Regions from separate parts of the Mus musculus genome. Here regions 1, 3, 4, 5, 6 and 7 are each linked to region 2. Evidence: chromatin contacts called from public HiChIP or PLAC-seq and promoter capture Hi-C data. All regions are on one chromosome and are shown on one strand. The core of a region is the stretch at or near the end of the contact, and the rest is flanking DNA. Distances in the headings are between cores, read along the strand shown. Region 1 holds the start of Sbno2 (strawberry notch 2). Region 2 holds the start of Plekhj1 (pleckstrin homology domain containing, family J member 1). Region 3 holds the start of Gna11 (guanine nucleotide binding protein, alpha 11). Region 4 holds the start of Dohh (deoxyhypusine hydroxylase/monooxygenase). Region 5 holds the start of Cbarp (calcium channel, voltage-dependent, beta subunit associated regulatory protein). Region 6 holds the start of Wdr18 (WD repeat domain 18). Region 7 holds the start of Abca7 (ATP-binding cassette, sub-family A (ABC1), member 7).

Region 1 (3,910 bases), core at 230-2,729, 700 kb after region 2:
GGGTGTGGGACTCAAGCCTCCTAGTGGGTCTCACACTTCCAAACTCTTTATTCTGTGTGTGCGCGTGGGGGGTGTATGTGTTTGTGTACAGTGTGTGTGCGCGCGCATGCACGTGTGTGTGTGTGTGTGTGTGTGTGTGTGTGTGTGTGTGTGTGTAGGTCAGAAGTTAACCTTCAAAGTTACTCCTCAGGTACCACCTGTATTGCTCCCTGAGACTTGGTCCCTCCTGGACCTGGAATGTGCCCACCAGGCTAGGAACCCTCCTGCCTCTGCTTCTGCAGCACCGGGATGATCATCTGAACCCCTGCCACCACACCTGGGCTTGGGGATAGAGCTCAGGTCCTTAGCACTTTACCCCAAGCTGGCTGCCCAATCCACTATACCAGGCTTTTTTATTGTTGTTTGGTTTTCAAGACACTGCTTCTCTGTGTAGCCCTGGTTCGCTTTGAATTCACTGAGATGGCCTGTTTCTGCCTGCCCAGTGCTGAGATTAAGTTAAAGGAGTGTGCCACCACTGCCCGGCTATACCAGGCTTTTAAACAGCTTTTCTTTTTATCTAGATTGTCTTTCCTTTTGGTCTCTGTGAAAAACTCCTGATTAAACTTAAAATCCAAGTTTCTATAGCCTTACTGCTTAAGATCTCCAGTGGTATCCTTAACTTTATGCAGAGACTCCTGCCTGGGTCTCCTTCCCTGAGGACAGATAGTCCTGATTTCCTGCCCCTTAGACAGGGGTTTTTTGGGGGCACAATAAAGAGCCAGGTTCTCATCTGGGATGGTGGCACATGCCTTTAATTTCAACACTTGGGAGGCAGAGGAAGGAAGATCTCTGAGTCCAAGGCCACGCTGGTATACAGAGGGAGTTCCAGGACAGCCAGCTACATGGAGATAAAACAGCATCCATACAGTTCATTTACTTATGGGCAAATCTAATCTCAGGGTTGCAGGACACAGGCTTCTGAATGGTGGTGCCTCTGGGCCTGAATTCATGATACCCAGCTGGGAAGGGGATGGTGACTGAACTGGCTTTAGCCCCACTGAGGCCATTGCCCTAGGTCTGGACTGAGAAGGGAGACACGTGAATTAGATCTATAGTGGGTTTTAGAGATTGGACCAGGCATGATGGTTTATGCTTTTAAGATCAGCACTTGTAGAGTTCTGGTGGATCTTTGTGAGTTCTAGGCCAGACAAGGCCACATAGTGAGACTGTCTAAAAAGAAAAGAAAATAGGGCTTTTAGATAGTTCTAAGGGAGCGGAGGATGGCAAGGGTGTGAGAGGTTGGTGGGGTCTGATGTTGCAAGTGTGCCAGGGCATGTGCAAAGCCCTGAAGGGGAAACTGAGGAACGATCTACAGCCCAGCAAGGTCAGGCAGGGGACAGAGAAGGGGTCCAGCTCCCTCAAGTAGCAAGAACTGCCCGGCCCCAAGAGGCCCCGCCCCTAAGGCCGCGCCCCTTCGCAGAAGCGGAAGTGCGCGCCGCCGGCAACATGGCGCCCAGAACCCGGAAGTGAGCGGCGGCCGCTGAGAGGCTCCGGGAAACCGAGGCGTCGCGGGCTCAGCGATCAGGTCTGAGGTGAGGCGCCGGCCCGAGACGCCACTGTGACCCTTTCGCGATCCCCACGCGACTCGTGCGGCCAGGCTCTGGTTCCGGGCTTCTCGCGGCCGTTCCTTGGCTGCAGGGTGGGAGCGGACGCGGAGGAGGGTGCCGCACCGCGCGCGACCTCTGACCCTCCCCGCGACCCCCCTGACCCCGCCCCCAGTCACGACCCCTGTGCGCCCCATCTCTCTCTGTGAGGCGAGACCCCACGTTCCGCGTGGACCTCAGTCTCGGTCTTGCCCCAATAGTCCTGACCCCACGTCCGGCTGCGACCCCTGCCCCTGCCCCAGCCGGTGAGCCTCTTGGCTGAACTCCCCCATCTCCGGGGACCTCTCTCTCACTCCTGCTTTGACCCAGCTCCCAGGGAACCCCGACTCCTATTGCGACCTCCATTGTCCGTCTTTGACACTGACCCCAGTTTCCTATGACCCCCACCCCCCCACCCCCTTTCCTTTTGGCTGACCCGGATTCCCGCCTCTGGTGGTGAGAACTTCCTTCCCTGAAAATCTTGTCCACAGCCTGTCACTCCTGGCCTTGACTCTGGTATTGGGTCTTTGGAGGTACCCCTCATTCTTTTCGGCACCTTGATTCCCATACAATCTACTTTGAACCTTGACCCTAACAGACCACCACCCTCCCATCTACAGTTGAACCTTAACCTCACCTTGGGACCCCTGTTCTCCCAGTGAACCTTAACCTCATGCCAGGGACCCCGTCCTCCTAGACCCAGGACCTTCCCTCTCCTGAGACTCAGGTTGCACCCCGGGAACCTTCTCCCGCAACTCCTGCCCTTGACCCTGGTCCTGGGAGGGAACCCCAACCCCCACCTTGTGCCATGATCATTTGACCCCAGGCTCAGTCATGACCCCCTAACCTTTCTTTTCTGTTGTTTTCTATCAACTCCTGTTCAGTGTCCTTTTTGACCCCTTTCTTTTTCTTGTGGTCTTTGACCCTGGTGCTCCGTGAGGTATTTTTGTCCCTTCCTACCCAACTTGGTGTCTTTAGCGTTGAGGGTTCTCAGGACCCCTGGCTATCAAGGAGTCTCCTTACTGGGTTTCCTGGGTGGATGCCCAGACCTGGCCCCACCATTGGTCCCAGCCACGTCTCTCAAGTCTCCTCTTCTGGTTTGGGTTGGGGGAGTGTGTAGTAGAGAGTGACTTTGAAACCACATCACCAGGGAGCTAAGTGGGGGAGAGTGGGTGCCACCACCCTAGGTACTAGAGATGCACTAGAGGGACACAGCTGAACTAGCCTGGTGGTGAGGGAGGGATCTCAGGGTGTCTCCTCAGATGTCATGATTAACGCTCTGAAAAGTTAAAAAAAAAAAAAAAAGGCATGAGTGTGTCAAGTGTCTGGGCCATCCCCCGGCTCTGCTTCCCGGAATGCCTGTGAGTCCCTGAGTCCCGCCCGCTCGGGAGCGGCTGCCTTCCTGCCTTGGCTGTCTGGTGCGGGCCACTGAACCCTGTGATTGGGGAGTGACGGGGAGCCTGGCCTTGGGGGTGGCACGACTGCTGGTGAGTTTTCCAATGTGGTAAAGGGCCCCGAGGTACTAAGCTGAGCTGGGACCCCAGTGAACAGGTTAGATGAGGCATTGCCTGGAACCTGGCCTGGTTGGGACTGGCTCTGTTGTGTGGGACTGGGGACATTTGAAGGAACAAGGGGCATAACCTGGTGCCTCCCTCCCTGCAATCAGCCGTGCTAGGGACCTGATCCAATAGCAATCAATGGCTGGACTCTGTATCTGGGAGGCCTGGCTAGCTGAACCCCCAACTTCTCTTGGCCCCTCTCTACAGCCCTTGGGCCCAGCTTTGGATTGTCCCAGGACCTGGCTCCTACAGGTGGGCTGCTGAGGCTCTTTTCAAGTTGGGAATGATGAAGGCAGGGACCTGCCAACCCAGTCCTGGGTATGACAGTGACAGAGAGGCACCTCTGTGGCCATCAGTCAATCCTGGCAGACTTCTGCTCTGCTCCCACCTTTAAGGAGAAACGGGCACACGCTGGAATGGGCAGCCTGGCCCTACCAGTGGTGGCTTCTCTGGGCTCTGGACTGTAGGCAGTTTCCTTCCCTGGGTGGAAGTGGATGCAGGCACATAAGAGGGAACTGAGGCCCAGAGAGCTCATATGCCTGCCTGTGCAGTCCTGACACCAGGGCCCCTTGAGCAGGGCCAGTGGGAAACACTGGCCAAGAAGCGGAATAAAGAGGTGACTGTCCCTGCTGTCCCTGCTGCCTCTCCCGACCCCCACAGGGTGAGATGGACTGCTTCCCTGCTAGGGATGTGTGTGACAGAATCTAAAATTATGAGTGGGGAGGTTTG
Region 2 (3,643 bases), core at 434-2,933:
AAGAACATAGGACTCTATACCTGGCCTCTGCAGGGAGCCTGGGTATCCAGCCACAGATGTGAGGGTGCACCTCAAGGGTGGAACACTTGTCCATCATGCATAAGGTCCCCTAGGGGTACATGTTTGAGGTTGAATGTGTATGGGTACCCACTGCAAAAATGCAGTTAGTTCATGAGCTTTGGAGGGAAAACAAACACTAGGACAAAACTGGCCTGGGCAGGCTGGAGAAGTGGCTCAGCGGTTAAGAGCACTGACTGCTCCTCCAGAGGTCCTGAGTTCAAATCCCAGCAATGATGTGGTGGTTCACAAACATCTGTAATGGAACCCGATGCCCTCTTCTGGTGTGTATCTAAAGACAGCTACAGTGTACTCATTATAAATAAATAAATCTTAGAAAAGCAAAACAAAACTGGGGCCTGGGTGAGCACACTGCTTGCTCTGTGGATGGGGCACCAAGCTCTGCAAACGCCCACCAACAGTTCCCAACCCCAGGAAACACAGAAAACGTAGGGCGTGGTGGTGTACACTTCTCATCCCATTTCTTTATCCAAGGTAGGAAGATGGTTAGGTTAGTGTTAGAGACCAAACCGGGCTGTGCAGTGAGATCCTATCTCAGATAAAAGAAAAAAGGGTGGCGGTAGGCTCCAGGGACTCTGATATCCCTTTCTGGACCCTATGGGTACCCCACTCACACACAAAGCTCCACACAGACACATTAAAACAAAATCTTTAAAAACGCGGGGAAGGGCATTTATCTGCTTGCTGACTACTGCTGCAACACGACCACCACGGCAGACCGCACCTTCATACCATCAGCCAAAATAAACCCTCGATTCCTTAAAACCAATCAAAACAGCCAAGTGTGGTGGCTCATGCTGTAAGTCCCACTATGCGAGAGAAGGCAGAGGCATGGCAATGTCTGTGAACTGGAAATCGGCCAAGTTTCCACACCGAGTTGCAGGTCAGCCCCAGTTAAGCAGTGAGACCCTGTCTGAAATAAATGAAAAGTTGTGCCGATGACTGGAGGGGCTCACACGTGAAACTTGGGACAGGAGGCCAGGACGCAGGGACGGGAGATGCGCAACCTCACGGACTACCGTAAGATTACCGATGAACGATCAATAAGGACAGAGACGTGGTATATGTTAAGGTAATGGTCTGGGAGGAGGCCTGGTCCCAGGACAAATCCCTTTTATGTGCAGATACCGTTATCTTTCAATCCCAGCAAGGGACCTGCTCCGGTGGACAGGAGCAGTGGTCGCCAGGGCCCCGATTAACGAAGGTGGAAACGGAAACAACCAAGGAGGTCAAAATACACGCCGAGACGCCACTCGGACACCCCGAACCACCCTGGAGGCCACAGAAGCGCCACCCAAGCCAGCAATCACGCGGCGACCCAACGGGCCTCGCGAGAGCGCGCTCTCCCGGCGGGCGCGCGCCGATCCTGAGGCAAGAGGGCGGCCGCTGCCTCTCCCCGTCCCGCCCCCGGGCTTTCGCTCCCACCTTCAAGCCTCCCCGACGGAGCAGCCGCCACCGACAAACTGTGCAGCTCCTCACCAACGCTAAGGCCTCGCTATCCGGGTTTAATCTCCGCCAAGGCCGCGGTTTCGCCGCGCGCGTGCGCACGACCGACGAAGCGATCCCTTCCGGGAGCAAAGGCGTCGGCGTTTCGTGTGTGCGCAGGCCCAGCGGATGGACTTCCGTCTTCGGTAGGCGGGAGAGAAAGGAGCGTCGGGGCGCAGAGTGCGCGTGCTCACTGCAGCGACCGCACAGTTTCGCTCCGCCCTAAGTCTAGCGGCGCCGGCTATCGTGACAAGAGGAAAGCGTTAGGGTTCACCGGCCCAGGAAGGCGCTTCGCTCATCGTGGAGTGCTCTGAGTCTAACTTACACCTCACGCTTAGTATGTCTGGCGGTTATTTAAGGACGGGCCATCTCCTTCCCGTCTGACTCTGTTCAACCGCGCAGACCCATAAATTAGGGCCGCGCAACCAGCCCAACAACGCGCAGGCGCAGTAACCGGGTTGGGACTTCCGAGATCGCTCTCTGAGACTTTTGTGGCGCTGGCTGCGGCTTCGGGGAGGACGGCGGCCGAGAGGCAGGGCGCGTGTTGGTTCGCGCGGATCCGTGCGGCGGGATGCGGTACAACGAGAAAGAGTTGCAGGCGCTGTCCCGACAGCCGGCAGAGATGGCGGCCGAGCTGGGCATGCGGGGCCCCAAGAAGGGCAGCGGTGAGCCAGTCGGGGCTGCGGCTGGGGCACTTGGGCGGGCCGGCGCGGTTCCTGGGTGGGCGAATGAGAACAGTTCCGCGCTGACACCGCCCTGTGCCTACAGTGGCCAAGCGGCGACTGGTGAAGCTGGTGGTCAACTTCCTCTTTTACTTCCGCCCGGACGAGGCCGAGGTAGGGGCGTGGGGGGCGCGGGGGACCCGCGCGGCCCGGAGGCCGGCGCTCATGGCCGTGTCTCGCGCAGCCCCTCGGAGCCCTGTTGCTGGAGCGCTGCAGAGTGGCCCAGGAAGAACCGGGCGGCTTCTCCATCAGTAAGTTTCCATCCCGGACTCTGCTCCGCACACCCGATCCTTTTTACTCCCTTAGGAGCCTACGTTTGTCCTGGATCCCGCGTCCGCTGGTGGCCCAGGACTGGCCCAGCTATCACTCAGAGTGCCCACTGGGTCTGGTTCTCGCTTAGTTTCTTCTCCGACCCCTCTGCCCGTTCCCAACTGAGAGAGGTGCAGTCTGCGAACGTGGGGTGTATAGCAGGAACAGTCTCTGCCGCCCTCTCTGCCACGGGTAGGGTACGGGCAGGCTTTAAGGCCTGTCTCAGCCTTCTTCCCTAACGAGAACTTTACAGTATCTTGTAGAGATTTGGGCATCATGTCTACCTATATTATCCAGTGGGGTTCTTTATCTGTACCCCTCTTTTCTCCTTCTTGCACGAGTGCACACGTGTTTTGGGGTGTGAGTATGCCAGTAAGGCCAGAGGGAAACTTGAGTAGTTGGTTCTCATCTTCCACTATGTAGGTCTCCAGCATAAAACGCTGGTCATTGGGCTTGGCAGTAGGGTCCCACCTGGGGCTTACTTTTAAGTTATACTGACTGGCCAGCAAGCCCTACGAACCCTTCTGTCTCTTTCATGAGTCTTTCTTGAACACTGACATTACAGGTGTATTCGTTCTGCTCTCCGACACGGATGCTGGGGCTTCATCACCCATGTTCTATTGCCATTCAGTTTAGGGTCTAACCTAATGACCTTCTATTAGCCACTTCCATTCCCAATAACCCAACTTCCCAGTGAGTCCCCTATTTGTGGGTTCAGGGGTCAGGATTCTGGAGGACAAAGCCAGCATGAGACAGGCAGAAGATGACTTGGTGTTAGAATAAGAGGTGTAGTTTGAAATCCTGGTGAGAGGAAGCTGGGACTTGTGGCCAACAGGATGTAGACCAACTGGACACTGACCAGAGGTGGCTCTTATCCTTTATCCCTTTCCAGGCTTCGTCGAAGACCTCAGCAGGAAATATCACTTTGAATGCTGTAGCCAAGAGCAGTGTCAGGACTGGATGGAAGCTCTGCAGCGGGCCAGGTGGGGCTTTAGGGACTGATGGGAGCTGGGTGGAAACATGGGGGAATGTGAACAGTGAGCCCAATC
Region 3 (3,534 bases), core at 899-3,398, 750 kb before region 2:
CTCCACCTCAGTGTGGGGATGAGGTGGGGTCACCGGTGTGTGCAGCCATCAGTGGGTGTTGTGTTTGAACTCAGGTCCTCATGCTTGCCTAGAAAGTCCTCTTAGGAGCGGAGTACTCCCCTCAGCTCCACCCTGCTGCCCCTTTTGACAGGGTTTCTCTGTGTGCCCCTGGCTGTCCTGAAACTCACTCTGTAGACCAGACCACCTTGAACCTCACGAGAGATCCAACTGCCTCTGCCTCCAAGGTGCTGGAATTAAAGGCGTGCGCCAAGGCCTGGCTGCTTGGAACCCTTTTTTGCCGACAATTTACCAGGTGATGATCCCTAACCCATGAATCCAAACAGAACAGCTCACAGGGGCTGGAGGGTAGTATGGCCCAGTGGTACCGTACTTGCTGTTCCTGCAGAGGACCCAGGTTTGGTTCCCAGTATCCACTGGGGGTTCACAGCCACCTGTAACTCCAGCTCCAGAGATGTGACACCCTCACAGGCAAGGAAAACATCAGTGCATGTAAAATAAGATTAAATTATTTTAAGAAAAGGAAACTATGTATGCACACAAAGATAAATGTGAACAGGCATCATGGCATATGCCTGTCATTCCAGCACTGGGATGGTCAAGGCTCAAGGGGTTGCGCCTATGAGCTGCAAGAGGAACTTTGACCACATTGGGCCACCCGGGAGCCCCTTGTCTGGGCCATGAACTCCTGGGGTGGGGACAGAGGCCCTGATAGGAGAGTTTCAGAGGAATAATCTCCCCACAACCCCAATCAGCTAGTAAATGAAGACTTTGACCCTCCCCTTGCCGTCTTATCTCAAGGCTGGGCAATCAGGCAGGGACTGGGACAGGAACGCATGCAGCACAGGCCTGACTTTCAAGTTCTTTGTAGTCTCTTATTATTGACACATGCCCTGATTGAGTGCTGACTGGGTACGCATGCCTCTTTCTGGAAGGTAGAAAACACTTCTCAGGTTTGTGAGTTAGTTTACACTTGGGGGACTCAGATTGACCCACCAACAGGGAACTTACCTGCCTGGTACATGCGGGGGGCGGGGGTGGGGTGGGTTCCACTCCAGCACATGCAAACCACATTCATGGGCGTTCACATGCACAACAACAGCGTAAATTGGTGCTTGGTATACAGCAGGCAGACTGTTAATAATGCTTATTCTTCACCTGCCAGTAAGCCTGGTTGACAGTATATATGTATGTATGTGTGTGTGTGTGTGCGTGTGTATATATATACACACATATACATATATACATATATGTGTATGTATATATACACACATATGTACATATACACACATATATGACATATGTATATATGTATATATATATATATACACACACATATATATATGAAATCAGGCAGCATATTAATAGGAGGTACTGTGCTGCATCAGCACATAGTACACAGTAGGAGCTATATACAATATGTGGTATACGGCAGGCACAGCATTCATATTTGGCATACGTTGTATATGTGAAAAACACTTGGTTTGTATACCCTATATTGAATGTGGCAGTTACATATGCGTGTTTCCTTAAGGCTTGGTATACAGTAGATGTGATATTAATGCCTGAGCTACCACAGGCTGCCGCATCAGTGTATACTCTACAGCAAGCATTGTGTTCATACTTGTGACCTGTGTGGTATTTAACGAGTGCTGCATGAATGTACTGTACACAGTAGGGCATGAATTTCTGCCTGGCACACGATAGGCCTGCTTAGGAATGGATGAGCGAGCCGGTCAGGGCGTTTTCTCACATCCGCAGGCGGTGACGGCCTCGCTCCAGAGAACTGCAGCCTCTCTCTTGGCGCTCTCAGCACAGCCTCGGGGAGCCGAGAGAAGCCGAGCGCAGCCGAGCGGCGCCTGCCCGAGCCGAGAGGAGCCGAGTGTAGCCGAGCGGCGCCTCCCCGAGCCGAGCCTCGCTTCGCCTCCCGAAAGGAACCGAGCTCGGGCTTCCGAGTCCTCCCCATTCCCACAATCCTCGGCGTCCGCGCCCAGCCGCGAACCGTTCAACCCCTTCCCACGTCGACGCAACCCCACGCGCGCTTGCGCTGCGCCCTCCAGACCCCGCCCCCGAGCGGCGAGGCCCCGCCCCCAGGCGATCCTAAAGTCCTGTCCCTGCGGCGCGCGCGCGCGCGCAGCCGTGCGGCCCCTCCCATTGGCCGCGCCGCCTGCCCGTCCCGGGGCCCGTGGCAGCGCTTCAGGTCCTCGGGCGCCGGCGCTCGGTGGCGACGGCTGCGGGTAGCGGCGGCGGCGGCGGCTGCGCTGCACGGCGCGGACGGTGGACGCGCCTCTGGGGCCGGGCCGTGGCCTTCGGGGAACCGGGAAGAGGTAGGGCCGGGCCGGCGGCAGCCGGAGGACCGCGACGATGACTCTGGAGTCCATGATGGCGTGTTGCCTGAGCGACGAGGTGAAGGAGTCGAAGCGCATCAACGCGGAGATCGAGAAACAGCTGCGGCGGGACAAGCGCGACGCCCGGCGCGAGCTCAAGCTGCTGCTACTTGGTGAGCTGCGTGCCCGTGCCGTGGGACCTCTGTCACGGGGACCGGGTGGGTGCACGGGGCATCCGGGCCTTGCCGGGGTCTCCGCGCGCGCAGGGTGCTGCAGCCGCCGCGGTCTCTGGTCCCCGGCGAGTAGCGCGCGGTGACAGTCGGGTGCGACCCCTTCAGACCGCTGCCCACGGCCTGTCGGGCCACCTCGGATGTCCTCGGGGCAACTAGTCAGCGCTGCCCTGCAGCGGTCAGCCCTTCCGGGATCGCTGCACCCTGAGCAGTGCAGGTGGCTTGGGCCTGTGGTGGCCAGCTTCTCCCGTGTGGTCCCCTGGGCTCAGCCTGTGCGACCCTTTGTGGCCAGCCTTTCTGTTATCCAGGCCTTAGATTCATTCGGGGTCAGCCTCCTGCCTCTGATATCTGTGGTGAGATTTTGCATCTGCTGGCCACATTGGGCCCCAGGACCCTGGGAGACTTGCTTTCTGTCGCTCCTGAGAATTCTTGCACGGAGGTGGCCCTTGGCCCTGCCGCACCAAGTAGGCTCTCTCCTTTCCATTGTCCCCACATAGCCTCCGGTGAGCCCTGTAAGCTGTCTTGCTCTCATGATGCCCCTTTGGATTACAGACTCCCCAAGACAGTTCCCAAAGGGTTGCACCCTCCTCTCTACCTCCAAGGACTATACACCCAAATGGTCCTGCTTTGCTTCTGGCTTGTTGCTTTCGTGGGTACTCCTCAGTCTCCCTCTCTTTTCCATAGATCCTCTGAATTCCTCCACATTGGAGTGGGTGGCTTTTCTTCTTTGGGCTTCTGTTGTGCCGGAACCCAGTAGGTTGACAGCAGTCAGCCTTGCAGCCTCCCTGGCCCTGTCCTGCCTCCTGGGGGTCCAGTCTTGTCCTCTCCACACCCCACCCACCCCAGGGAAGCTCAATGTGTGTCTGTCACTTCCTGGGGTTCTGACTCCTCAAGGCCCACCTGTTGCTGGGAGCCAGGGAGCCCAGGTCCTCTTGTTGTCACCCCAAATAAGAGCCCAA
Region 4 (3,490 bases), core at 408-2,907, 590 kb before region 2:
CCAGGGACAGAGCTGAACACAGCACTGGGCTGCCCTTCCTCACCTGCCTCATGACGCACCATGGGCTCCTGGCTCGTGTCCTGCAGCACATCCGCCAGCACAGGGATGGCCCGTGCGTCCCTCATCTGGCCCAGGCAGTAGGCCAGCTCGTGCTTCAGAAGAGCAGAGCTGTCCTCAAAGCCCCGGCTGATCCACGAGATAGCATCAGGGCCACCAAGCCCCCGAAGTGTAAACAGGGCCCGGAAGCGGGCCTGCAGGGGCTGCTTGGGGTCCACCAAGGTCTTCCCTATGGCCTCTATCTCTTGCTCCGTTACCATGGCAACGGCCTCCCCAGCACGTGATCTGCAAGGCCGGATTCTAGGCAGTAGAAACCTACGGTAGAAAAAGGAGAAGGGGAAATCTCAAGCTAGGGCACACACCTGCATATCTGCCATTCCAGCCCCGGGATGCTGAGGCAGGAGGACCCCTGAGCTCCAGGCCACAGAACTTTCTCCACATCCATCCAAGTGCTGGGATTAAAGGCATGCGCCACCACCACCTGGCCAGACTTTTTCAGGATAGCTTAGATGAGGGATCTAGAAACTGTCAGTTGCAAAATGGATCTCACCCCTGCCTCCCACACCACCTTACTGGAGGTTCTCATGTAGCCCTGTGGGATACACTTTATCCGTCCCCTCCTCCCTCCGGACTTCTCCCTGCTCCTGCCTTTGCACAACTTGTACCCTCTGCATGGCCCCATAGATGCAGGACAACACTCCCACACAGGTGTTTTCTTTCACGGATGAATTAACACGGAAACAGACATCGTCCAGTATAAGAGGACCGGCCCCTGTCAGCCATTAGACATACAGCAGATGCATACATAACAAACTGGACTAGCAGGCTGTGGCAAGCTGGAAGGCCTTCTGGGCTCTGATGTCACCCAGCGTCCCCGAGTTTAATGAGGCAGGTATGGCTGCCTCACCAGTGATGCCCATCAGCCTACAGTCACACCTTGAAAATGGAATTCATCAACACACATGAAGCAGGTCTACGGGAGCTGGCAGCAGCTGTGTGGCAGTGAGACCCACATCCCGATTTACCCCGAGCAACAACAGGGGAGACCAAGGATCTCGTGGGTCCAAGAGTGCCCATTCGAGGTATGGGGCCTCCCGCTTAATTCAAAAAGGCTCCAGGCTGGGCAGAGGCTGAAGCAGGAAGATAACCGGTCCCAGGAGATCCTGTTTCCAAATACTTAAGCTGAGAGGTCAAGCGCGGGCCGGCCTGCACGTGAGCCCCGCATAGGCGGCCAACCTGTCAGCTAAGCACGGGGTAGGAGGAGGCCATTCGTAGCCACACAGTGGGTTGGAGGCTAGCCTGGGCTACATGATATCCTGTGTGACGTCAAATACTGAAGGAAAAGGGTCCAATTCCCCGTAGGACCCCCTCAAGGGAAATCCCAGCGCTCCCGGGAGCAGCGAGTACCTCAAAGCGGAAGTCCCCCGAAGGGGGGGCACTTCTGGCACTGCTCACCGTGTTTTCGTCTACAGGGACTCGTCAATAAGCTCCGTATACTCGGGACAGATGGAGAGAGTCGCTGCGACAGCTCCAAGAACAGGTCCGCGGACGCATCTCGCGCGACGTCCTCTGGACGCCGCCATCTTGATGGCCACGTGACCATGCTGGGCGGAACCATCGTCGCGACTAGGGGTGACCACACCCGGAACGATGCGGCAGCGACGCCCCAGGACTGTCCTAAGAGCCGGAGAAGCAACTTCCGGTCTTCCTCCGGAAGAAGAGTTTCCGACCGTCTCTCCCATAGAGAAAAGAAAATGGTTTGATCCCATTCACAGCACAACCGGGCCGGCCGTGCATAGCGCATGCGCAGTGTATAGTGGGCGTGGCTATGTTCTACAGGGCGCGGCCAATGGTCTCTGGGACCAAAACAGAGGAAAAGAAATGGGAGATAAAATAGGCGTTACGAGCAATCTCAGCAGTGAGGGCACTTGCAGTCAATTTGAGAATGAGTTCGATTCTGGGGATCAACAGGATATACGGCAGTGACATGACCATAAAGTCGAAGTTTAAATTTTTAAATATGCCGGGCGTTGGTGGCGCACGCCTTTAATCCCAGCACTCAGGAGGCAGAGGCAGGTGGATTTCTGAGTTCGAGGCCAGCCTGGTCTACAGAGTGAGTTCCAGGACAGCCAGGGCTACACAGAGAAACCCTGTCTCGGGGAGAAAAAAAAAAAAAAAGCCGGGCGTGGTGGCGCACACCTTTAATCCCAGCACTCGGGAGGCAGAGGCAGGCGGATTTTTGAGTTCAAGGCCAGCCTGGTCTACAAAGTGAGCTCCAGGACAGCCAGGACTATACAGAGAAACCCTGTCTCGAAAAAACAAAACAAATGTATATATGTGTGTGTGTGTAAATGTCATGAAGTTCATTACTTTTTTGGTTTAAAGATTTATTTATTTATTTTTAAAGATGTACTTATAATATATAAGTACACCGGTTGTGAGTCACCATGTGGTTGCTGGGAATTGAACTCAGAACCTCTGGAAGAGCAGTCGGTACTCTTAACCACTGATCTCTCCAGCCTCCTCATTACTTTTTTTTTTTTTTTTTTTTTTGAGACAGGGTTTCTCTGTATAGCCCTGGCTGTCCTGCAACTCACTTTGTAGACCAGGCTGGCCTCAAACTCAGAAATCCGCCTGCCTCTGCCTCTCGAGTGCTGGGATTAAAGGCCTGTGCCACCACGCCTGGCTTCCTCATTACTTTTTTAATGATTTATGTACATTGGTGTTTTGCCTGGATGTGTGTCTATGTTAGGGCGACAGATCCTCTGGAACTGGAGTCAGAGTTGTGAGTCACCATGTGGGTGCTGAGAACTGAACCTGGGTCCTCCGGAAGAGCAGTCAGTACACTCAACCACCAAGCATGTCTCCAGCCTCCATGAAGTCCGTTATTACATAATTATGTAAATTTAATTTATGGTAATAACAATTTTTAAAGTAAAAATAAAATTAAGACAAAAATACACTATTTTTCAGAATGCTACCAGGAAGCCTGTTATTATATGGGCTTGTATGATGCATGGATATAAATGTGGAAAATGCAAATGTCAGTACATACGCTAAAAATACACAATTTACATGCCAAAAATTCAAAGTAAAATGAATATTAGACTGGGAATGAATGTTTAAAACATTTTATAACTGAGCTTACATCTTTAAATCCCAGCACTCAGAAGGCAGAGGCAGGTGGAGCTCTGTGAGTTTGAGGCCAGATCTACACAGCAAGTTCCATCCAGCGCTACATAGTGAACACCTGCCTTAAAATACAAGAGAAAAATCACGTCTGCTCTGTGATGCGGCTCTTTGCTAAGCAGTCCTCCATGGGCAAGCAACATGGGAGGAAACCCACAATGGAGCTGACACGGTTGGGCCCAGAGTCACTTTTTGATTTCTTGGTTGGATTTCCTCTCTAGATGTTTGTTTTTGTGACCAGCAT
Region 5 (3,552 bases), core at 506-3,005, 660 kb after region 2:
CGTGTATCTGCCGCCCGCCCTCCCGCCGCCCATGGGCCGCACGCCCCGGCGCTGAGGTAGGCGCGGCGGGCCCTGGCGCACGGGGCCGGGCGGGGACGGGCGGGCGAATGCGCGCGGCCAGGGGATGGCGACCAGTTCCAGGGTCCGCCCTGGCCCACTGGTCCTGTCGCGCGCGGCTCCGGGAAGGGAGCGGAGCGTGGGAACGGCCTGAGCGGCCCTGCACCCCGCCCACCGCCCGCAGCCCCGAGAGGGAGCCAGCCCATGCCTGCCCTTGGCCTCAGTTTACCCTAGTGACAGGGCGAGAGCGTTGTCGCCTTGGCCTCCTGGATCCTCACGAGCCTGGCGTCGCGTTCTCTGCGCTTTTCCGCACCGTATCCTACTTGGGGGGCCTGGTGGACGTTCTGTGGGGACTCCATGTCTAGGCTTGCGTTCTCGCTGGCTCTCATGACCCCGCCTTCCTCGCCTTGGGTCTCCAGCCATCTTCCTCCCCCACCTCTCATTACCATCCTCACCATGCCCCACCCCCTCCAGCCTGAATTCATTTCCCGACCTACGTATGCGCCCCATGCCACCCACCAAAATTGATGCCCGCTGCTCTCTGCCTGGGTGCGCTGAGGAAACGTAGCCTTCTGGGGGGGGGTACATCGTTTATTCAGGTTTCGCCCCACAACTCCTCCACCATCCAGTCTGAAAAACACTGGTGACGGTGGAGCCTGCGGGCTCTTCTTCCATGGGAAAGGGGTTTGCATGCTCACGCTGGTGTGGGAAGTAGGGATGGATGGCCAAAATGGCCTTTATTACTCCAGAATCATCTTCATTCCCGGACTGAGTCAGGTGCAGTTTTAACAAGCCCCTTCTGAATCCACCCCACCCCATGATGTGCCCTAGCCTCAGTTTCTCCACGCTTCTGGCAGAGGCCTGGTGAGCAGCCATCTTGGCCAAGCCTTGGGGCGCCCCTGTGGGCGGCCTCCCCCGCGCCCCCGCCCGCCTCCCTCTGCTTGGCAACAGCCCCCCCCCCCCCCCCCGCCACTGCGCGGCCCTGCGCACCGTCGCCATGGGAACCAAAATTTTCAGGCCAGGAACAGATGAGCGTCTTTTGTCCTTTGCACTCCCACCAGTGTGGGGAACAAGGACCTTTCCCTATCGAGTCGTGACTGGGGGTGGGGGAATCATTAGTACAGCCCCGCCCACACCTTAGGTGCACTACCTTCAATTCCTTTTCTGCACCATGAGACCCTGAGACAAGAAGGACACCTGGGATGTTGCCTGAGTATGCTGTGGAGGCGTCATGTGTTTGTTCCTCCAAGGGTGCTTTCCCTTTCCTGGGCATGGCTGCGCTACCTTGCCGGTCTGGCCACCCCAGCCAGCCAGGGAGGTGGTTGGCATTTGGGAAAGCCACATTTACACACACACATACACACACACACACACACACACACACACACACACACACACACACACACACAGTGCTGCGCAAGCGCGATGACACCTTTTATGTGATAAAGATGGCGAAAGAGAGGTCCTGGCGTGTGTGTGTGTGGGGGGGGGGGGGAGCCTTGGCTCCAGGCACCCCTGCGGGGATGGGGAGTTGGGGGGGCACTCACATTGTAAGACTCGGCCCCACCTGTCCATGAGTCACCCCAGTGACGGCGGCTGCTGCTGCTGCACGGGGACGTAGGGGCTGACTTGCAGGGGCTCTTGTGGGGAGGGGCCGGCAGAGCTGAACCTGAGCTGGCTCTATGCCCTACTTGTAGCCTCAAAATGCAGCCCACGGCCACCATGGCCACAGCGGCCGCCACTACCGCCACTGTTGCCCTGACGACTTCGTGGGACAATGCCACCAGCCGCCCCACGGTGGGTTGGGTGACTCCTGGAGACTGGGGGTAGAGGTGGGATGGAAACCCCACTCTGCGGTGGAGCCCTGACATGCCCCGCCCTGTGCACTCAACCCCGACTCAGGCGGAGCCTGACCCCATCTTGGACAACTATGTGCTGCTGGTGGTGGTGATGTCGCTGTTCGTTGGAGGCACGCTGGTGGTGCTGTCTGGCGTTCTTCTGCTCTGCAAACGCTGCTGGGAGGTGCACCAGCGCTTCAACAGGTGCTTGTCCTGGGAACCACTTGACACATGCCCAGGCGCGCTTGCAGAGCCTCAGAGTGGAGACGCCCCATTCCTGCTCACTCTTCTTCCCCTTTCTTCCTCAGGGCCATGGAGGAAGCAGAGAAGACCACCACTACTTATCTGGACAACGGCACCCACCCTATACAAGGTGAGGGGCCCGCGCGGCTTGCAGCACCCCTAGCTGCACTTGACTGTGCCTCCCGCCGCGCCCCACCCCTCGGCCCCCTGCCCGCCCCCTCGGGCCGCCTGACGGTCTGTCTGTCTGTCTCCCCCACCAGACTGGGCGCAGTTCGAGTCCGACTCATCTCTGTTTCCTTAACGCCCAGGCGTAGGTGCGCACAGGCGCGTGCTGAGAGCGAGTGAGTGTGTGAGCGGATGAGCGAGTGCCCGCCGCCCCGCCCAGCCCGCCCCGTCCTGCCCTCACTCGGCCCGTGCCCCCCTCCCAGCCCACCCCGCCCAGCGGCCTGCCTGGCAGCCAGACACGCGCGGCCCACCCCGGGCCCACCCTCTCTTGGCTCTCCTCACAGACCCCGACTGCAGGGGGGAAGACCCCGAGGGCCAGGACACCGAAACAGAGCGCTTCCTAGCCACCAGCTCCACCGGCCGCCGCGTGTCCTTCAACGAGGCTGCCCTGTTTGAACAGAGCCGCAAGGCTCAGGACAAGGGCCGCCGGTGAGAGAAGTCAGGGGGAGGTCACAGCAGCTTGGTGATGAAAGCTGGGGATCCTGGCTCAGGTCTCTTGGTATGGGCTGGCAGGGTGGAGAGTAGAGTAAGTATCAATATCGAGGTCTAAGCAAGGCTGAGGCAGGAGAATTACTAGAGTTATTTTTAAATTTTTACCTATTTATATGTCTTTGTGTGGGGGTATGTACATGTGGTTTCAAGTGCCCACAGAGGCCAGAAGAGGGTGTCAGATCTCTCTGGAGCTAGAATTACAGGTGGTTCTGAGTAGCTCAGTATAGGTGCTGGGAACCCAACTCAGGTCCTCTGCAAGAGCCATAGTGCTCTTAACTCCTGAGCCATGGTTCCAGCCCCAATTGCTACAAATTTCAGACCCCGACTGGTCTGCATAGAAAATACACAGAGAGAGTTCCAGGTCAGCCATGGGTGTATTTCAAAGACCTGCTTTAAAAAGAACACCAGCACATGGTGGGCAGAGCCAGGAAGATTGCTGCAAAGTTCAAGGCCAAACCCAGGCTAGAGAGTGAGACCTGGTCTCAAAAAACAAACAAACAAATGGCAGTCTCCAGCAGAGGCAGGTGGGTATTTAGTGAGTTTAAGCCCAGCCTGGTCTACATAGAGAGACCTTGTCTCAGAAATTAAACAAAAACCTGTCACCCCAGCATTTGATAGGTGGAGGCATGAGAATTAAAAGCTCAAAGTCTTAAACAGGGAGAGACCTGTCTGTCAAGATGTTAAATGTAGGTGCTAT
Region 6 (3,985 bases), core at 547-3,046, 840 kb after region 2:
CTGCCTCTCAAGGACTGGGATTAAAGGCGTGTGCCACCACTGCCAGGCTTTAAATTTCTTTGTAGGTCTAGGGGTACTCTCAGAGGCCAGATTTGAAGGTGCTTAGTTCCCTGGAGCTACAGACAGTTGTGAGCTGCCATGTGAGTGCTGTGAACTAAACCTGGATCCCCTGAAAGAGCAGCCAATGTTCTTAACTGCTGAGCCAGCTCTCTCATTCAGTAGACAGTTTTTCTTTCTTTTTTCAGGTTTATTTCCTTTATGAGTATTTTGCCTGCGTGCCTGTATGTGCATGCAGTGGGCAGTCTGGTGCCTACTGAGATCAAAAGAGGTGTCAAGTTCTCTAGAACTGAAGTTATGGATGGCTGTGAGCCATTCTGTGGGTGCTGGGAATTGAACCCAGGTCCTCTGCAAGAGCAACAAGTGTAGTCAATCACGGGAGCATTTCTCTTTGCTGCTGACTATGGATGTTAACTGACTTTCTGCTTCCTGCGCTGACTTCCCTCATATAAACCACAAGTGTAAATAAATGCTTTCCTCCTCCTCTGCACTGCTTCTGGTTCCTGCCTCCTCCTCCTCTGTACTAATTCTGGTCACTGCCCTTTTCTAAGTTTCTTTCCTGGTTGCTCACGACAGCACTAGAGCCACCAGCAGGTTGAACACTGTCCTGTATCTCAGTCACAAATGAGGACCCTATAGACATGGCCACATTTTTGTTTTCAGAAGTCATGGGTAAGATCTCCAAGACCACCTGCCTACCTCAGGTAAAACTGGACACCAACCAGTTTTACTCTCTAGCATTCCCAAGTGACACATACGTGTGACAAGCTGTTCTCACCTCCCACAGGTAGATGCTCTCTGCAATTCCTGCCAGGACATACAAGCCATTAGGTGCTGTGGTCAGACAGGTGACAGGCCCAGGACACATGATTTTCTGTTGGAGCTGATCCTAGGGACACAGGATACAAGACAAACTATGTGAGTATCAGAACGGAGGCAATGGAAGGTTAAAGTTTTTAGTACAGAGAGCAAGAGTAAGGGGGTTGGGGAGACAGACTGCTCAAGTGAGGGGTTGTCGGTGCGGCTCAGGGTTAGAACCACTGCCTAGAACCTCCCAGTGAAGGGCAGGGTCAGGGCTCAGCAGTAGGGATCCCAGCGGACAAGAAGGAAGCTCTGTGTTCCAGAAACATCAGAACCAGTAACCCCAGGCCTCAGTCAGTCCTGACTATGAAGATCTGCGACTCTTTACGAGGGTAACAAAAGGACGGGCCGTCGGTCTCTGTCTTCCTGCGGCTCCTCAAGATCTCTGATCTGCCATGCTGTCCAAAAGCATGACCTCTAACGGACCCCATTTTCCCTTCTGCATCAAAATTGGCGTCCCTAACACTACAAGCGTGCAAAAGCGGATTCGCCATCGATCTTCATCTGAGCACGCGTGCGTTGGCGCCATCTCCCTAGGAGAAAACCCCTCGGCCTCCGAGTACGCCCTGTCACGCAGCCACCCCAGGGTCGCCGGGACCCCAACCCTGGCGGCGCCCCAGGACTCTCGGCTGCCCCGCGGACGCTGAGGCCCCACACCTTACGCTGCAGCTCCCAGGCGCAGATGTAGTTCTTGCCCTGCTGCGCCGCCAGCAGGTACTCGCCATTGAGTAGCGCCAGGCCTCGCGGCCCCGCTTGGCCGCCTCGGTAGGTGAGCAGGTTGGCGCCCGAATGAAGCTCCCACACCACGCAGCTCCAGAGCTGTGCCGCGGCGTCAGTACACACCACCACTTCCATGGGCGCCGCCATCTTGCTCTGCCAGTCCCGCCCCTGAATCCCATCATCCTTAGAGAGACTGTTAAGATGGCTCCTGGCCGACTAGAACGGCCATAGCGCCTCCTAGAGGCCAAACTGGAAAGTCTACGCATGCGCGGTAGCTTCACCAAGCCGAGGAGGCTGTTGATTGCCTGGTGCTTTACGGGTTCCAGGAGCCCTAACGTGCGCATGCGTAAAAAGTTCGCGGCTCTGGGGCGGAGCTAGCAGCAGGTGAGAGGGCGTAGCCAGACGACCTGCACATGCGTACAAGCCAGTGCGCGAAAGGCGTAATGCTAGACCCAGCCAAGCAGGTTAAAGAACACCAGGAGCTTCTTCGGGGGCGGGGCGGGGCGGGGCGGGGCGGGGCGGGGCAAAACAAAACAAAACAAAACAAAACAAAACAAAACAAAACAAAACAAAACAAAACAAAACAAAACAAAACAAAACAAAACAAAACAAAACAAAACAAAACAAAACAAAACAAAACAAAACAAAACTGGATTCCTGCACATGCGTAGAAGACTGGGGAGTCCCTGGCCGGTCAGCACTGTATTACCTCTGTGTAGTGGAAGGTATTTTTGCTACCTGTTTGCTGGGTTTGTCTTTTTTTTTTCTTTCTTTTGTTTTCTTTTTCTTTCTTTCCTTCTTTTTTTCTTTCTTTCCTTCTTTCTTTTCGAGACAGTGTCTCTTTATGTGCTGGGTGGCCTTGAGCCTCCACCACCGGTGACCGGTTTATTTACTTTCTTTTCTTCTTCTTCTTTTCTTCTTCTTCTTCTTCTTCTTTTCTTCTTCTTTCTTCTTCTTCTTCTTCTTCTTCTTCTTCTTCTTCTTCTTCTTCTTCTTCTTCTTTTCTTCTTCTTCTTCTTCTCCTCCTCCTCCTCCTCCTCCTCCTCCTCCTCCTCCTCCTCCTCCTCCTTCTTCTTCTTCTTCTTCTTCAGATATTTACTTTATTTACATTTCAAATATTGTCCCCTTTCCTGGCTTTCCCTCTGAAACCGGTTTACTTTTTTTTTTTTAAAGATTTATTTATTTATTATATGTAAGTACACTGTAGCTGTTTTCAGACACTCCAGAAGAGGGAGTCAGATTTTGTTACAGATGGTTGTGAGCCACTATATGGTTGCTGGGATTTGAACTCCAGACCTTTGGAAGAGCCGTCGGGTGCTCTTACCCACTGAGCCATCTCACCAGCCCCCGGTTTACTTTTTAAACCTTGTTTTATAGCAAAAATATAAACCACTGATCTTTATACTTTATTTAGACCAAATGAAGTTAGTGACTTACTGCATGTAAAATCAGGCTACATACTCATCAAGGATAATATGTCTGGCTGAGGTGAATTGGTGATTAAACTCTTACCAATCGACCCACGCCCTTTATGGATTTGCCGCTTCTTTGCCCTTTCCTCTTTTGAGCCATAAATTTCAAATTTGTATTCGGTTCACTCCGTGTAGACCCAAAAGGTCAATCTCTAGCCAAGCAACCTTTAGCCTCGGGTCACAGCTGCTGGTCATAGGCCAGGTCTAAAACCAAGTGTCCCCTCCCTCCCTCCCTCCCTCCCTCCCTCCCTCCCTCCCTCCATGTGCTGTTAGTAAAGGAGATTGCAAGCAATTGTGGAATCGCAGCTGGGAATGTGGCTGCCAGAGCGCTGCGCCTGCCGTGGCAGCAGAGCTGGACGCACGGTGGGATGGTGAGCTGGGTCTAAGAGCAGCTATTGGGCCTGTGAAGGGAGCAAGGTTGCATGCTGGGTGCAAGCATTGGACTCAGCGACCCTGCGACCTCAGGCCAGAAAGAGAGGAAACGAGTCCGAGTGAGGCGTGTCACCCAATGTGGCCCCAAGATGGCAGGCTCGAGCTGCGGGGGAACAGGGAGGACACGGTAGGTGGTTCTCAAGAGAAGGCACCACTTTGAGCAAGAAACTCAGGAACAAGGTGCTGTCCAGTGGCACAGACACAGGTCTGGCAGAGGATGGAGCATGTAGAGCTGCATTTGAGAACGTTAGAGGGGACAGTCATGTGCTACTTCATTATGGGAGAGAGGAAATTTATTCCCCAAGGTTTAAGCTCAGGTTGTTCTTAAACACCAGACACTCCTACCTCAGCTGCCTATGAGCTAGGATGAAGCTACTTTTAATGCTAAAGTGTGACTAAGAAGAGAAATGAGAGGTTATCTCAAGCTGCCTCAGTGGGTAAGA
Region 7 (3,588 bases), core at 406-2,905, 800 kb after region 2:
CCTTAAAGTTACTCAGGACCCCAGGCTTCTCGCCAGGCGTTGGGTGCTGGAAGCAGGAGTTGTTTACGTTGCAGACAAGGCCCTGCAGCCAGGGCACCGTGCCCGCCGATGGTAATGGCTTGTTTGGAAAGTGGCCTGGAGCGGGGAGACATCTGCTCATAGTCGCCCTCACTTCTATTATCAGCTCATTAAATGATATGGCCACCCGCCACACCCAGCTCAGACCCCAGCGCCAAGCAGGGCGGGAGAGGCTTGTCACTGTCCCACCACACACACAGCGGCTCACATTCGTGATGCTCCAGAGGGGGGTGGGAGTGACGGACAGCCACTAGGATGAAGAAGAGGAAGAGGGGCCAAAGCAACTCCACTAGTAGTTGGATCTGGGGAGAGAATGGGTAGGAGACTTTGGGGGGCCGTGATGGACACCTGCCATCGCCCCCCCCCCGACCTGCAAACCCCGGGCGTTACCGGTTGTCTCCGTCGATAGGTGTAATTTTTCCACAGCAGAAGCATCAGCTGTGTGCCTAAGGCCATGATGACTCTGGACCGGAAACAGCGGAGAGGACAGGACAAAGAAAAGGCTGAGAGTGAGCTGTGTGGCTCCAGACAAATGTCTGCGGGTCTCTGATCCTCATCCTTCCGAACATCGGGCTGAGCCTCAATAAATCTCCCGCAAAGAGCCCGGCAAACAAGGCACCATAGAAAGAAATTCACTAGGGAAGTGACCAATGGGAACCCGGCGCGCAGCCGTCCTCGTAGCTGATTGGCTGGAAGGGCTATCGATGAAGGCTGGGGTCTGGAAGACCCTGTTTGCATTCTTAGGGGGCGGAGCTTGGGTTTAAAGCTTGGGGCTTGGGGCTCGGGGCTCCACGGTCAGCCTCATACCAGACCGGGGTCTCGGTTCCGTTCGCCCCAGGTGGCCCCCGGTGAGACCCGGAGTCTGTGTCATTTGCAGCTGGCCTTCTATTTTTTAAGAGATGGGAACTGAGGCTCAAAAAGGGGCAAAGTCACGCTCCCAAGGAAACCAGAGAAGAAGGAGGGCCCGCCCTCCGGAGTCAAAAGGAGGGTACAGAAGACCGCCGGCTAGGAGGAGTCAGGGACAGGCTCCTTGAGCACGCCATTCCTGATTTCGTTATTTTATTTCCCCCCGGAACTGTATGCCTGTGGCCTGCTTCATGATACCGATAGGGAAACTGAGGCTGACAGAGAGGGAAATTGCCAAAGTTTAACCATCTACATGGAAATTGGCGGCTTCCACTCGGGGACTTTTTTCTTTCATAAAGTGAAATTTGAGATCTGGGGGGTGGGGGGTGACAGGCCTCATTTGGAAAGTGGGACACTGGAGGTGTAGGTTGGCAGAGGTCCCTCGAGGTGACCAGATGACCGCTGTGAGGATCGGTGGTCCATTTTTCCCACACTCCCCGGAAGGATAAGGAAGGGCAAGGGAGAGTAGGCACCTGGAACCCCAAATTATCAGGGAACGTGGCTCAGCCCACCCTCACCCCACAGCATCCCCAGATCTCCAGGCTCCACCTTCCACCCTCTCGGGGATTTTCTCACCGTTCTGAGGCCCCCAAACTCCATCCACTTTCGCTCCTCTCGGCCTCGGCGGGGGAGCGCGGCCCCTTTAAGTGGAGCCCCGCTCAATTGCGGACGACGCCCTTCGCAACCCGGTGCCCTAAGGAGCACCCAGCCCCGCCCCCTAACGCTACTATTGGATATTGCACCTGCTACTCAGGCGACTTTGCCATTGGAGGAGGCGGGACCACAGCCCGCCTCTCCGAGCCGGGTTTCTTAAAGGGACAACAGGATTCCTGCTGCATCAGTTTGGCTTCACTGGGACACGACAAAGAGGGGGACAACGGGTCACCTGTGAGTTCACATCTTGAAATGGCAGCTCCCCACAGCAAGACATTCCTGTCTCCTCTCCCCAAGGACTCCTTTTTAAAAATACTTTTTAATTTTGAGAGTGGCTCACACTGCTGTGGTAGGCCTGGAAATCACTGCTTAGACCAGGCTGGTCTCACAGAGATCCGCCTGCCTCTGCCTCCTGAGTGCTGGGATTAAAGGCGTGTGCCACCACAAGTAACCTTTGTTTTTAAATTTAATTAATTTGCTTATTAGGGTAGGACACATGCATGCATGGCATATCTGTGGAGGTCAGAGGACCATTTCCTGGAGTCTATTCTTGCCTACCATGATGTGGGACCTCAGGCAAAGACCAAGTTTAGGTCGGAAGGTTTGCACAAGGTCTTTGTATCCTGTGCCATCTCCTGCCACCAGCCAGAATTGTACCACAGCCTCTGTGAGCTCATCTCCAAAGTAGAGCTTCAAGGACCTGCACATTCATTTTAGCAACATCCTCTGGTCTAGACAATTTCAGAATCAGGTGGCAGCCCAATATCCTAAGATTAGAATCAATAGTTGCCTGGATTGTAGGCAAGATTCTCAGATGTCTCCTACTCTGGAAAAAAAAAACTGGTTTATTTCACAAAGCATAGAGGGAGATGGGTGTAGATCACCCTGGCAAGCGTGAGTTAGGGGGCCTTAGAAGTTGGGGTTTTGCAGATGCATAGGAGTTCGAAGGAAGCTGGTGAGGGAGACTCAGCCTCTTTCTCCACCCTAGCCCCGATCTATCTCACATCATTCATTCAACTGTGTCTGTTTCTCGCCTTCTCCCTAACTTTTGTGCAGGGCTTGCACCTTGCTTCTAGACAGCGCCCCCTCCATCACGGCCAAACTCAGGAATGTACTTTACTCTTAGAAACAGAGGTTTTTATTGTTTTTGTTTTTGTTTTGTTTTTGTTTTTTTTTTTGTTTTTTTGGTCCACACAGGGAATTTCACATTTTCTGGCAGTGCAGGGGCCCGTGTGGGTCATGTGTGGCCCCTTCCGAGGCCCAGACTCTAGCACACCTAATCAGGGCCTGCACAGGGGCAGGGAAGCCTTCAAACACCAGAGGAGTGAGGGAGGGCTGCAGGCGTTGGGGTCACATCTGGCTTGCCTCAGTTTCCCCACGGGGCACAGGAGGGTGAAGTCTGAGAGTCGTGGGAAAGCAAACTTAGTCCCTCAGAATGCCTGCAGTATTTTAAAGCCTAGTGTACTCCAATACTTTTGAGGCAAAACCCCCACAAAACCCCTTGTTTTCTTTCATTGAAACTGCCTGTAATTTCCCCGGGTTCACAAACCACAAACTGATGTGAAAGAGATGAAGAAACAGGAAGCCCATTGGGGCCAGCCTCTCCCACAGCCCACTGGGAAACGCACAGCCTCACTGTCCCACCAAGGACACCCATGTCCCCTGTCTGGTGGGTCAATCCTGGGAAGGAAGCGAGGCATGGTGGGTGAGGAAGGAGCATAGATAGCACAGATCTGTCATCCCAGCCCTTAGGAAGCTGAGGCAGGAGGATTGCAGTGAGTTCCAGGCCAGAGAGAGATACAAAGAGATGACCAGTTTCCAAACACAAAACACAATGAAAACCCCAAAGCCCACACAGGGCTGCTGATGCAGTGGGGGAGCTGGCATGCTGGGTGCTCAGTAGCCAGCTTCCTCCTGGCAGTAGGCCAGGTACTCTGGGGCCTCGCCTTG

What was found. Promoter capture Hi-C pulls out the DNA fragments that hold promoters and counts their contacts. HiChIP or PLAC-seq counts read pairs in DNA pulled down with a chosen protein or histone mark. Capture Hi-C pulls out chosen DNA fragments and counts their contacts.
Region 1: a contact with region 2 is called in a promoter capture Hi-C map of adipose tissue. The contact joins the promoter of Sbno2 here to the promoter of Plekhj1 in region 2. A contact is called at or near these places in 1 of 115 datasets of contacts at active chromatin or transcription factors (pancreatic cancer cells) and 2 of 9 other capture datasets (adipose tissue and liver).
Region 3: an HNF4G HiChIP or PLAC-seq map of pancreatic cancer cells shows a contact between it and region 2. The contact joins the promoter of Gna11 here to the promoter of Plekhj1 in region 2.
Region 4: an H3K4me3 HiChIP or PLAC-seq map of embryonic stem cells shows a contact between it and region 2, with 9 read pairs. The contact joins the promoter of Dohh here to the promoter of Plekhj1 in region 2. A contact is called at or near these places in 1 of 39 promoter capture datasets (erythroid cells), 2 of 115 datasets of contacts at active chromatin or transcription factors (embryonic stem cells and pancreatic cancer cells) and 1 of 9 other capture datasets (liver).
Region 5: a promoter capture Hi-C map of pre-B cells shows a contact between it and region 2, with 5 times the contacts expected there. The contact joins the promoter of Cbarp here to the promoter of Plekhj1 in region 2. A contact is called at or near these places in 1 of 39 promoter capture datasets (pre-B cells), 4 of 115 datasets of contacts at active chromatin or transcription factors (double positive thymocytes, large pre-B cells, pancreatic cancer cells and 1 more) and 1 of 9 other capture datasets (pancreatic islet).
Region 6: a contact with region 2 is called in a promoter capture Hi-C map of liver, with 3 times the contacts expected there. The contact joins the promoter of Wdr18 here to the promoter of Plekhj1 in region 2. A contact is called at or near these places in 1 of 484 Hi-C or Micro-C datasets (CD4 T cells) and 2 of 9 other capture datasets (adipose tissue and liver).
Region 7: a promoter capture Hi-C map of pre-B cells shows a contact between it and region 2, with 5 times the contacts expected there. The contact joins the promoter of Abca7 here to the promoter of Plekhj1 in region 2. A contact is called at or near these places in 2 of 39 promoter capture datasets (liver and pre-B cells), 1 of 484 Hi-C or Micro-C datasets (rod photoreceptor), 3 of 115 datasets of contacts at active chromatin or transcription factors (embryonic stem cells, memory CD8 T cells and pancreatic cancer cells) and 2 of 9 other capture datasets (adipose tissue and liver).

The regions. Positions count from the first base shown.
Region 1 is chr10:80,100,271-80,104,180 of GRCm38.p6, reverse strand. Sbno2 (strawberry notch 2) reads left to right here and starts at 1,479. Exons shown (of 32, transcript NM_183426.2): 1 at 1,479-1,571.
Region 2 is chr10:80,796,666-80,800,308 of GRCm38.p6, reverse strand. It overlaps Plekhj1 (pleckstrin homology domain containing, family J member 1), which reads left to right and starts at 1,683. Exons shown (of 6, transcript NM_023900.2): 1 at 1,683-2,228; 2 at 2,332-2,399; 3 at 2,470-2,536; 4 at 3,487-3,577. The coding sequence starts at 2,135. It overlaps Sf3a2 (splicing factor 3a, subunit 2), which reads right to left and starts at 1,574. Exons shown (of 9, transcript NM_013651.4): 1 at 1,504-1,574.
Region 3 is chr10:81,543,776-81,547,309 of GRCm38.p6, reverse strand. It overlaps Gna11 (guanine nucleotide binding protein, alpha 11), which reads left to right and starts at 2,148. Exons shown (of 7, transcript NM_010301.4): 1 at 2,148-2,518. The coding sequence starts at 2,383.
Region 4 is chr10:81,382,601-81,386,090 of GRCm38.p6, reverse strand. It overlaps Dohh (deoxyhypusine hydroxylase/monooxygenase), which reads right to left and starts at 1,657. Exons shown (of 5, transcript NM_133964.3): 1 at 1,513-1,657; 2 at 44-372. The coding sequence starts at 317. It overlaps Gm48551 (predicted gene, 48551), which reads right to left and starts at 1,657. Exons shown (of 6, transcript NR_168929.1): 1 at 1,513-1,657; 2 at 44-372.
Region 5 is chr10:80,135,590-80,139,141 of GRCm38.p6, reverse strand. It overlaps Cbarp (calcium channel, voltage-dependent, beta subunit associated regulatory protein), which reads left to right and starts at 1,755. Exons shown (of 9, transcript NM_001195268.1): 1 at 1,755-1,854; 2 at 1,960-2,099; 3 at 2,204-2,268; 4 at 2,648-2,792. The coding sequence starts at 1,762. It also overlaps a transcript of Atp5d not described here.
Region 6 is chr10:79,957,963-79,961,947 of GRCm38.p6, reverse strand. Wdr18 (WD repeat domain 18) reads right to left here and starts at 1,796. Exons shown (of 10, transcript NM_175450.4): 1 at 1,576-1,796; 2 at 836-946. The coding sequence starts at 1,785.
Region 7 is chr10:79,994,561-79,998,148 of GRCm38.p6, reverse strand. It overlaps Abca7 (ATP-binding cassette, sub-family A (ABC1), member 7), which reads right to left and starts at 1,655. Exons shown (of 47, transcript NM_001347081.2): 1 at 1,561-1,655; 2 at 469-541; 3 at 287-380; 4 at 1-135. The coding sequence starts at 534. It overlaps Cnn2 (calponin 2), which reads right to left. Exons shown (of 7, transcript NM_007725.2): 7 at 2,749-3,588. The coding sequence ends at 3,535.